2 separate regions of the Hordeum vulgare genome follow, and region 1 is linked to region 2. The links are chromatin contacts, called in public Hi-C maps. All regions are on one chromosome and are shown on one strand. The core of a region is the stretch at or near the end of the contact, and the rest is flanking DNA. Distances in the headings are between cores, read along the strand shown.

Evidence for each region. Hi-C and Micro-C count contacts between places; a contact is called where the count stands out from the background.
Region 1: a contact with region 2 is called in a Hi-C map of leaf, with 3 times the contacts expected there. The contact joins the enhancer-like site here to the promoter of LOC123444410 in region 2. A contact is called at or near these places in 2 of 6 Hi-C or Micro-C datasets (leaf and seedling).

The regions. Positions count from the first base shown.
Region 1 is chr3H:486,856,433-486,862,565 of MorexV3_pseudomolecules_assembly, forward strand. No RefSeq gene overlaps it. Among protein-coding and RNA genes, the nearest start is that of LOC123444411, 47 kb to the left of the region's middle. Within about 2 kb of position 2,894, at least 2 of the 3 cell types and tissues checked have open chromatin away from gene starts, as enhancers often do. A contact at or near this core is called in leaf, where this site is marked.
Region 2 is chr3H:486,800,011-486,805,677 of MorexV3_pseudomolecules_assembly, forward strand. It overlaps LOC123444410 (ras-related protein RIC2-like), which reads left to right and starts at 2,666. Exons shown (of 2, transcript XM_045121111.1): 1 at 2,666-3,084. The coding sequence starts at 2,849.

The DNA.
Region 1 (6,133 bases), core at 1,644-4,143, 57 kb after region 2:
AATTAAAAATTCATGGTCTACTAAAAATGTCATGGTCCAATTGTAAAATTTCCATGCTCTAAAGAAATAAAAAAGGCAAGCTATCTAGATTGAATATACCATGTCTATTTAATAAAAATGTCGTGGTCTAATTACTAAAGTTGCCATGGTAGCTAGCACAAATTACCATATTTAAATTAATAAAATTTATATCAAAGAAAAAGAAAATATAATGCGACCTAAATTGAAACTGTCATGGTCTACTTCAAAAAATGACATGGTCAAAGTACTAAAAATTCCAAGGTACCTAAAAATTTCACACGGCAAGATTAGAAAAGAAAATTTGTTCTCTATCAAATGCCATGCTCTAAAGAATAAAACAAAAAAAATAAGTTATGTTGCCTGTTCCAAAATAGAAAATAAATACATTTTATCTTAAGTTATGTTGCATGCAATGGTGTTTTTTTATGAAAAATAAATAAAAATGCCATGGAAAATGTGGCGTATGTCCATGGAATTTTATTTGAACTTAATGGCATATTCAAAAAATTGTCCTGTTAAGTTCAATGAAAGATCATGCAACATACAAAAAAGTGCCTTGATATAGTCTTACAAAATTGCCATTTTGTAGTATATGAAAACAAGATTTAGGAAAAATGTTTGATTTGAAATGCTCATTGGAAAATATGCCATGACAAAACTTAAGAACATCACACGAAATGTTCATTCAAAGAAATGTCATGCAACATAAAAAAAGTGCCTTTATATAGTCTTATGAAATTCCCATGTTGTAGTTTATTAAGAACAAATTTTGTGAAAAATATTTGATTTGCCATGCTCATCTTATATTCCAAGGCAAAACTGAAGAACATCACAAACAGAAAAAAGGCCTTTTCAATTTAGCCATGCCAACTATATAAACTGGATATTATGTTTGTAGATTGCCATGTCGAGTGTCTAAAAACTAAATTTCCACTACATGCAGCTCAAAATATATGGCATGTTGTACTCAAAGTTCACTGAGAAAATTAAAGCAAAAAAAAAGAAACTCTAGTCAAAAAGCGCTAGCTAAAGAATAGAATACAAAAAATGCCATGTTGAGTGAAAAATGTCATGACACTATGTTGAATGACTTGACATGACACTATATTTGAGTTTCCATCGCAACATATCACTTTACCAAAAAAATGCCATATACCCAAAACCAAAATTCTCTACAAATGGCATGATACTATATGGAACAATTACACGATATACCATGGGAATAATAATGTTCGAGTTGCACACCATTTGGGCTTAAAAATAATTTCTACAAATTCCCCTACAAAACTGCCATATATCTTAATTAGTATCACATCTTCACCATTTTAAGTTTCCACAAACACATTTTAGTGAATTTGACACGTTTTGTGAATTGGTTGAAGTAGACATTCAAATATCCGTAGCTAAAATGCAAAATTCATCTCCGAAAAAATAGATATAGGGGGACTCGGCTCATACACCGCCATGAGGTCGCGGGAGGTGGGGGTGCAGGTGTGTTGTCAAGTAACTCGCGTGGAGCTTCTCATCTCCGCAACTTGTGAACCCCAACAACGACGAAGGTGACTCTCAAAAGGGGTGACATTATGGATCAGCTTACGACACTGACGGCGAGACGACGTCGTCAGTAATGGCCTACCACGACTACAAGAAATACACCTCAGCCAACTCAGGGGGTTGCTTGTCATCGACGGAGGCGCCACCAACACCGTGTGACCGCACGACGTCACAGAGGTGGAGCATGAAATGCTTCCCAAAGTCGTCGAGATGCAACAAGGAGGAGCACTTAGCTAGGCGTGGAATCTGGCACAACGGGTGCCGAGCATTGTCCCCATCACGGTCGCCAGACCCCCTCCCCCCTAACTCTCGCACTCGCTTTTTGCAAGTCAATGAAAGGGATTAGGGATAGCATGAGGGAGGGGGCGACGCTTTTGTAGGGAGTGGGCGCGGGTGCATCCTTTTCGGGCACGTTCCGAGCAAATGGTTGGATTTTCTAACGTGGCAACTTAGAGTGCTTGAGGATTCATGTTTTTGATCCAACGGTCGTCAGTTAGTTCGTTGAAAAACGTATATTCCCTAGATAACATTTTTGGAATAATAGGCATTGATACCGGAGCTCGTGTTCGACGCTTTAAGAGTCTAAAGAAGGTCCACGCGCCTCCGTTTGTGGGCCGGTCCAAGAAGATTGGGCCCCATTGCATTTTTGAGGGTCCGATCTCATTGGACCTTTGTTATTGACCATTTGACTAGTCAACTGTTTTTTTTAAATGCATGAAAAATAATAAAGGCAAAAAATAAACCATGAATTAAAAAAGTTTGCACATTTGTTGTGTTTTTGGAAATTCCAATAGAACTCCATTTATATTTTTTGTTTGTAAATACAACGTGATTAAGTTTCAGAAACTCAAAAAAATTCACAATATAAAAACTTTTAGTAAAAAGAGAAAGAGAAACACAATAGAAAATAAATAATAAGACAAAAAAGGAAAATGGAAAATAAATAAATAAAAAGCAAAAAGAGACGAGCTGGCTACCTGGGCGAGCCTAGTCGCCTTGCTAGCGGCGGCGGCCCAGTGGCTTGCATGTGCGAAGGTACCCTATTGGACGCAGAATGCGTTTAATAGGAGGTCCCGCGAATAGGACCTCCCCAATCTATATAGGCAAAAGAAATCGAGGCTGGATATCAATACGGAATCGGGGTTGGAATCGATTTGGAGTAGGATCCGCACCAACGAGATATATCATTTTTCCTTTGCAACACGCCTTCAGTAAGAAGAGAGAAAAATGGTAGGGTCCTTATGAAGCCCATTGGACGTCGAGCTGGGCCACTCAAGCCTATCTTAAAAAAGGAAACAATTCCCTCGCGACCACCGTATCAAGGGCATTTTCTATTTGACGCCTTTAGCACCCGCCACTCTATAATTTGCAAACGGACGCACACACTCCCCGTACGTTGGCCCAAGCCATTTGCCTTTTCATGTTTTTACAGTAAAACTATAAAAAAGGTGTGTGCGGCGGATCGGACATGCTATCTATTCCTCTGGTCTAAACCACAGTAGCCACTAGAACGACCTACCACAAGTGACTTGTTACTTCCTTTTTTTGTTTTATACATTTTTGGTTCGCTAAAAGCCTCCTTTTTTGGAAGATTCCCAATCCAATATCTTGCGGTTCGCAGATGGTCTCAAGTTTTTCTTTCTACAACTTTTTCTATAATCTTTTTTTCTTTGATTTTTTCCTTCTTCATTTTTTAAATGCTCAAACTTTTTCAAGTTTGATGAACATTTTTTAAAATAAAATGAATTATTTCATATTTAATGGATTGTTTTTCAATTTGTATGAACCTTTTCAAATTCAATGTTTTACTTAAAAAATGATGATTTTGTTTAAATTTGACGATTTTCTAAAACTGGCTGACTATTTTCAGTAATTCATAATTTTTAAAAAATTGATGATTTTTTTTAAATCTGTGAGCGTGTTAAATCCAACGATTTTTTTTCAACATCAATCAACTATTTAGAAATTCACCAAAGCACAAACATTTTTTGAAAACAAAAAACATATTTAGAAAATGAAATAAAATTTCTAAATTTCATGAACATTTCCAAATATAAAAGAGAAACGTTTTTCGTAAAACAACAACATTTTTCATAAAAATTTGAAACCAAGAACATTTTTTGAAAACTCTGACCAAGTTATGAAAAAAATATTTTTTGAAAATACCTGCAGTATTTTTGATACGAGAACAATTTTTGAAAGACGAAAATTTTGAAAAATAAACACATTTTATAAAAAAGCTAAACTTGTTACGAGTTAAAGCAATGAAAAGAAGAAATAGCAACAGTAATATTTTCCAAAAAAAGGAACATTTTACTAAAATCGCGAACATTTTTTGAAAATGTCGAACATTTTTGTAAAATCCCGTACATTTTTTAAAGTTATGAATATTTTTGAAAAACGGCATTTATTGGAAATTTAGAACATTTTGATAAAATCAATAATATTTTATGAATTTCAAAAACGATTTTCAAACATGAACTTAGTTTATAAAAATAAATATAGAAAAAAGCAAAAAATGAAACAGAAACAGAAAAACGTAAAAAAAACGTAAAACAAGAAACAGAAAAAAAGACAAAGAAAGAAAAAACAAAACTGCATGCAGAGGGAGATGGGCTGGCCCAGTTGATCTCGCTCCTGTGTATTTGCTCAACTATTTGACCCAAAGAGCGTAAAATAGGGTGTTCCCCTATTCGCCGCATCCTGTGGCAAATAGACGTCACTTCGCATAAGCGCGCCAGACTTGGCTGGCCTATTCGAGTTGAATTGAAGCAAGCTGTCGGATGAAAAAAATGGGCAAAATTAGAAGTAACCGAGCTGGAATTCGAACACCGAACAACTAGTTATACATGTATCTGGCTAACCAGCGCACCTATCAAGGATTGCTTACATAAGGACCAGAGAAAACTCGAAAGAACTAAATTTAGCCAAATAAACTGAACATTACTTCAAAATTTCCAAACAGTGTTTCAAATTTTAAACACTTTATTAAACAAACGCGAAGAATTTTCAAAAATTCTCAGCATATTTTAGAATTATACAGAAATTTCAAATTATTGAACATGTTTTGAAAAGGTGAACATTTTTCGAAGGTTTAAAAAAAACTTTAAAAATGCAACATATTTCAACATTCTGAACAATATTTGAAAACCGAACATTTCTCTAATTCTAGTACATTTTTTAAAACGTGAATATTTTGGAAATAATGAAAAAATTTCAAAATTACAAAAAAGGTTTGGTATACATGAATATTTTTTCAATCGGTGAACAAAATTTGATATCAAGGATAACTTTTGAAATTCAGAACTTTTTTTAAGTGAGAACAATTGTAAAATCTAGAACAATTTTGAAAATGCGAACTTCTTTTATATAGTTGAACAAACAATTAAAATAGGAAAAAAATTCTACACTTTCAAACATTTTTTGAAAACCCGAACATTTCTTGAATTGGTTACCAAAATTTGAGAAGTGGGACAACTTTTGTAAGTGAGGTCAAATTTTGTGAATAGGAACATTTTTTAATTTTTAATTTGGGAACAGGAATGGAATTCGAATTTGTGAACAAATTTTAAGAACGGTGATATTTTTAATTTTTGAAAAATAAATTTTCGAAACATTTTTTTTAAAATGGACATTTTCTGTGAGTCTCAAACAATTATTCAGATATTGTAATATGTGTTGAAATTTCAGATGTGTTTTCAAGTTAGCAAACATTTTTTAAAATATGAACATTTTTTGAAAGGTAAACATATTTGGAAAAGTTGTGAAATTTCGGAGCAGAAACATTCCGATTTTTTTAAAAAAAAACACAACCATATTATCAACATTTTTTTAAAAGGCAAACAATATTTAAATTTGTGAACAAAATTTTCAAATTGGGTACATTTTTTGTAAATAAATGTTATATTTTTTGAAAAATAGTTTAAAATGCAAAACATTTTTAAAAAATGTTGAACATTTGTTAAAAAATAAAAGAAACTTGAAAAAGGAAAGAAAAGTAAATAAAATGAGAAATAGAAAAAGGGGAAATAAAAAAGAAAATATAATTGAAAAATGAAAAAACAAAAAGGAGAGAAAAGGAAAAAGGAAAAAATAAAAACGAAAAAGAAACAAAAAAACCGGTTTAAGACCTTCTAAAAGGTACCAAAAACTGAATAACTGGTTGGAACTTTCGAGAAGGTTCCTAAAATCAGGATGGTGGAACGGATGCCTATGTTCTAAATGGCATGGCCCATGCTGGTCGATCGAAGCGATCGTGCGTGCTGTGCCCCAACTATTTGACGGAGAAGGGTAACCACATTGTTGGGACGCTGCACGTCGAGTCGACACAGAACCAATATTATCGACTCAACGAAAAGATGAAGCTCGACGAGTGTTCCGAGCATGAAGACAAGGATACGGAGAGCAAGGATGAAGAAAACGCCAACGAAATTGCTATCTTTCCCGCCTCCCTCTGTCCATGTGCTCATGGGCATGACGGCGATTCATGCGGCAACTTCGTCCTCCTTGACTACACGACCTACTTCACCGGTGTTAGAGCATATATCTCCATATGTGG
Region 2 (5,667 bases), core at 1,416-3,915:
AAAATGGACTGCGGGTTAGTTTGGATTAAATATAGGGGTTTTGCGTAAAATATAAAAAATGGTTTGACCTGACTTACAGAAGGACCGTTGGTTAATTAGTTGAAAACACATGGACTTTTTTATAAAAACATCAACGACGTATTACCAGAAGCCGTCTTTGCTTTATTATTAGGTAAATATTATTCAATACTACCTTACAAAATAAAACATCAATCCTTGGGCGACAAAAATCACTCTCCCTACAAACTTGATGATAATAGTGGTCATGATGAGGGTCGTCTTCCTCACCTCACCCCTACACATACCATCTAAAATAGAAGTATCGATCCAGCAGACCGTTAATGCACACTACATGTGCACGCTTCAAAGTCATCGTTACGCCTTGTGCAAACCTATCTTCGATGCATGATCAATGAAATGATCTTGTTAGCTTGCCGCCAATGCCACCATGATGTGAGCGCTACCGCCCTGCACTCGACCATCATAAGAGTCCGTCGTCAAGACCCGGCTACACCATACCACTCAGACTCGTCGTCTTTGTCTCATGAAGACCACACCGCACCACCTTAGGAACCCTCGGCAAGCAAATGCTCCAAAAATCGATGCCCGTGGGAAGGGAAAACGGCTCCGTGTGTCGCCATCGTCCGATCCACAAGACCCTGATCCGTGATTCCCCTCAAAGCAGTATGGATGGGAAGAAGACAACCACATGAACGAAATGATGCAAATATTCATCGTCCGCCAAGACCGAAGTCGACACGATTTTTATGAGCGGATCCGTGAACGCACAACTGGCCTCCGATCCACAAACTCTGGAAGGTTACATGTCTCCCATATCAAGCGTCGTGGACACCGGAGAAAGCTCAGCCGCCACGTGACTCCGGCGACGAATCCAGTTACGAGATCCCTTGATCCACCGCCCTAGGCACTGTCAAATGAAGCCACCTCTTGCTCCGTTATCCCCAATGGAGACGATGCTATCGCCGTCGCGTCCGGAGCCGCTGCTTTGGGGCCCTCGTGTAGTAGATCTCTACCAAGTCCGCCATCCCCATGTTGTCCCCGGAGCACCACCACGAGGATCAGTCGCAGTAGGAAGATCTCGCATCGCCATGACCGCCCCAATAGGAAGTCGTGCCACAGTCGCGTGTCGCGAAATCCCTGTCGTCCCCTTCACCGACGGCACATGGACTTACCCGACGGTCACCTTTAAGGATTGCGAGGGGAGATGAGAACGGGAAGGGGGTACCGGCGGCAGGGGCTAGGGTTAGCGCCCCCATCGTCCTGGAGGAGGCGATGCGAGGGAGCCACACCTTGTGATGAACTTGCTACTACCTACTAGTCCCTCAACTAATACAAAGTGAGGGAATACACTTTATTTCTCGTTCTCTGCTAGCATCTCAAAGATATTATAGCATCTACAATAGAAGATGTAGATGCAAAAAATAACTAGCTTTTGCAGCTTCGAGGCCCCAAAACGCCGCTTCAAGACATTATGCAGATACAAAAAAAATACATCTGCGAGATGTATCCTATACCACTTTGTGGTGCAATTTTGCATCTTCAACTCGAGGAGATGTAAAGTCGCGTCCGTCCACCAACCACCCAACCGCCACTTCCTTTCCCTTCCGCGCGACCGGCTGCGGCCGCCCAACTCCGCTGCCAGCCAAATCCACTTCAAATCGTCGCCGCTGTCCACCGCCCGACGCCCACACGGGCCCGCCGTTACTTCGCCACCCCACCCCTCGTCCCCAGCCGCTTACCTCGCCCAGGCGCCGCCCAGAGCCGTCGATTCAGTTTCAGCCGTCGATGAATCGAAGTTTCTTCGACGCCCGCGGCTGGCCTAAATGCCTTCGCGTGTGAGGTCTACGATGGGGTAGGCTTCATCCAAGATTAGACCCGTGCCCCCTCCCCCCGCGAGAGATAGTGAAGGCACGCCACTTCGTCTGCTTGATGGCCGCAAGCCTTGCCGTTCTTCCGGCCGTGCGAAGACGCACGCCTGCCACACAGAGCTCCCGACGACACCGGCCATCTCTTTAGTTGTGCAGTCCCCGCCGCTTGCAACCGTTGCCGGCTGTACAGCGGCCGTGCGACGGTCGGTCAGTTTTGCATCTCCAGTTTACATCAACTATTGGAGTTGCCCATTTACATTATCGTTTTACATCATCTGTTGAGGTTGAAACCTTTTTAAAAATATAAAATCACTTTTTGATGATGTAAATTCTATAGCACCTACTTTTGCATCTTCAAATATACATGTTCCAAATGGATCTACATCTTGACTCTCGAGGTAGAGCACAATTTTACACTAAGGTTTAGTTGAAAGCAATGTTTTGTTTCTAAACCTCGGTATTTTAATACTACAATTTTTTATACAATGACAATGTATACTGTAGTTTATGAAAACAATGACATGTTTGGCAATCGAAATATACAGTGTCGTAATAATACTGCAAAAATACTACAGTTTTATGTATATTGTAGTTTATAATACTACAATTTTAATCAGACCCAAACACCTCAAAGTATTTAAAATCATTGTATTTTGACTGTAGTATTCTTGAAATACTTTAAAAATAGTTTGGAACCAAACACAGCCTAAATCATAAAACTGCAGGGGGTTTCGTGCACAAGAACGGCGCACCAAATAAATATTTCAGATTTATTACGACTGCGTAGCAGCAGCAAGGCAGCAAACCCAGTTCACACGGTGTCGCTGTCGCCCATTACTGCTCCGTCGTCGTCCACAGCGACGCCAACGCTGCACCCAGCCAGACCCCGCGAGATCCAGAGCCTAGCACTAGCTGGCCGGGGAGGAGGAAGGTCCAGGACCCGCGAGACAGGCAAGGGGATGGCGGGCAGCGGAGGCGGCGCCTACAGGGCGGAGGACGACTACGACTACCTCTTCAAGGCGGTGATCATCGGCGACTCCGGCGTCGGCAAGTCCAACCTGCTCTCGCGCTTCACCAAGAACGAGTTCTGCCTCGAATCCAAGTCCACCATCGGGGTCGAGTTCGCCACCCGCAGCCTCCAGGTCGACGGCAAGGTCGTCAAGGCCCAGATTTGGGACACCGCTGGCCAGGAGAGGTGCTTGCTCGCCTCCCATCTCTTAATTACTAACTCCTGCCACTTCCTGTTAGTAGCTGTTCAAATCGCTGGTAGTAGTATGCTCGCCAGTATGGATTTGCTTGCTTCCTGATCTGTTTCTTCGGACCCAGGATGCTACCTTCGCTTGGCCATTCATTTGCTCTATCAAATTAGTTTGGTGATGCTGGTAATCTGGTGATTGCTTCATTTTTGTTGCCAGTCTAGACGATCTTGGTATAGTGTGGATCGGAGTGGAGTAGTAAAGCAGTGGCAAATACCAAATGAAGTACTATTGCTTGGTACCCCAACTCAGGTCTGCGTTTCACTTGATTCGTCCTCTAGGTTAGATCGGACACCTACTTGTGATTTAGCTGTTGGACTTTCGTTTCTTACATCTTAGAGTTTAGTGGTTTGGGGTTGAAACCATTGTTGTTGTTCTAGACTTCTAGTGGCTGTGGTGTCTTCTTTTATTGGAGTTCATACATAAACCAGTGGAGAGATGCATCGTGGAATTGTTGGATTATGCACCAGCACACTTGGTGTGACCATGCGAGGGGTGTGATTGGAGAAGGAAAGGTGTGTCACAGGTTTTGGAAGATCTGTTGGTGTGGCCTTGGCGATGAAATGACCACTGCAGAGGGTTATTCTTGCTAGATCTCAGAATAGAAATTGCCACAGAATCACTACGTTTCTGAATCATGTGGGGGTATAATTACACTCGTACAACATAAGTTGGTTCCCAACTTATCTGGCCTGTAGCACGATACAAATGATTTCGATCAGCTAGCTGTCTAGCCAGCAACTGCAGCAGCAGGTCATCGAGACCACTTTAGAGCAGCAACATTCACACAAAAAGAGGGGATGCAGAAAATAAGGAGCAGTTTCGATGCATCATCAGGAAACCCACTGCCTACACTCGGCTCGGACACAGGTTATAGGACGAAAACCTGATTGCGGAAAATAAGGAGCAGTACAAATTGTGACAATAACAGTCTTGATTTGATTTTTTTTTTTTGCTATGCTGTGTGTACAGACTATAGACATACATAAGTCTTTGGTTCATCAAGGGAATTCTTGCCTAATTGATAGAATGATAGGACAAAATGATAGCTCTGTGATTCCCGTTTGAGAATAGAGTGTTCACTAGGAAACAGCTCACACAAATTTGTTTTGTCCATCAACAAATGACTCACATGCTACTGGAACTTGCAAATTGAGAAATTAGATCTGAATGCCATGCAACTGTAATGGGAGACAATCATACAACGCAAAATACAAAATAGGCTAGGGTGGAAAAAAGGACCGCGCCCCCGCATCGTCCCCTGGGGTGACTTGGGTGGCTCCGCCCCTGCCGCTGCTCCAAGCCCCCGCCACGCCTTACTCCCCTCGCCGCTGCCAACCGGACCCCCCCCCCCCCCCCGCAAAGCCCCAGACGGTGGTTGGCGGCGGCGGGTTCTTCTGCATGCCATTTGTGCTCCCACGCATAATTGCCCCTACGCGGATCTCACTTCACCGCGCTGGGTATGCTCTGCCGCCGGCTCGGCCTGCCTCCCCAGCCATGGAACTTCTCATCGTGGGCCGTTGGACACCTTGGCTTCGGTCCTTAGTGTTGTTTCTGGTGGAGGTAGGTGTGCCTGCTTCACGTCCAGGACGGAGCGTCGAGCGTGGCGGCGCGGTGCGGGCTCAGGGCTTGGCCCTGGCGGCGTGGTGGCTGTGTGGAACGGGCTAGGCGCGCCCAGGGCAGCGGCGGGGCTCTGCCAGATCAATTATGGCCTACTTCGGTTGGTGTGCCTTGGGCGGCGCGGGACTGTGGCAGTGCGGGTCGGCCATGTCCAATGGATGGCTTGAGGTTGTCGTGGTGGGGTGACGGTGTCGGCTGCTAGGCACCACGGTGGTGCTGACGCCTGGCCTGACGGAGACAGGCAGGCTGGATCAGTGCGGCGTGGGGGCCTACTACCGTGATTTGACCAAGGTGGCGGTCCTTGTGCTCTTCTCGCATCACGACAACGACATGCAAGATCAGTCCTCCTTGATCTGGCCATTGACGTGTTCCGGGACGACCGTCGGAGATCTTGCCCATGATTTCTAGATCGGTTAGATTCCAGTCGTGCATGCCCATATCAGCCTATGAGGTTCTGAGGGCGTGGCATGAAGCTCTGTTGGACACCTTGGGATATGTCGGCTTCTCGATTTCCATGGTGAAGACAGCGATGGAGAAGGTCATGGCGGCCAAGATCGGAGAATCAGTTAGACAGTCGGAGCCTTGGAGGCAATGGAGTCAGCCTGGTGTCAGATAACTCTCAGGAGCAGCAGTGATAAGTGGGGGCGGCAACACTGGCGGTTTTCATTTTTGGGGTCTCCTCAGGTGCCGAGCCGTGACTTTCAAGGTGAAAACCTGAGGTCTGACCTTCATTGGTCGTGCCTGGCTATTACCTTGTTCAAGGAATTGTTTTGAGAGCGTGGACTTTCTCCGGGGTTAAAACCCAAGATCTTTGATCCTGCAACAACGACGCTTGTGCAGTGTTCCCTTCTTGGAGGCATTACTTTTGGAGACCTTTTATGTTTTTTGGGTGTTGTATTAGG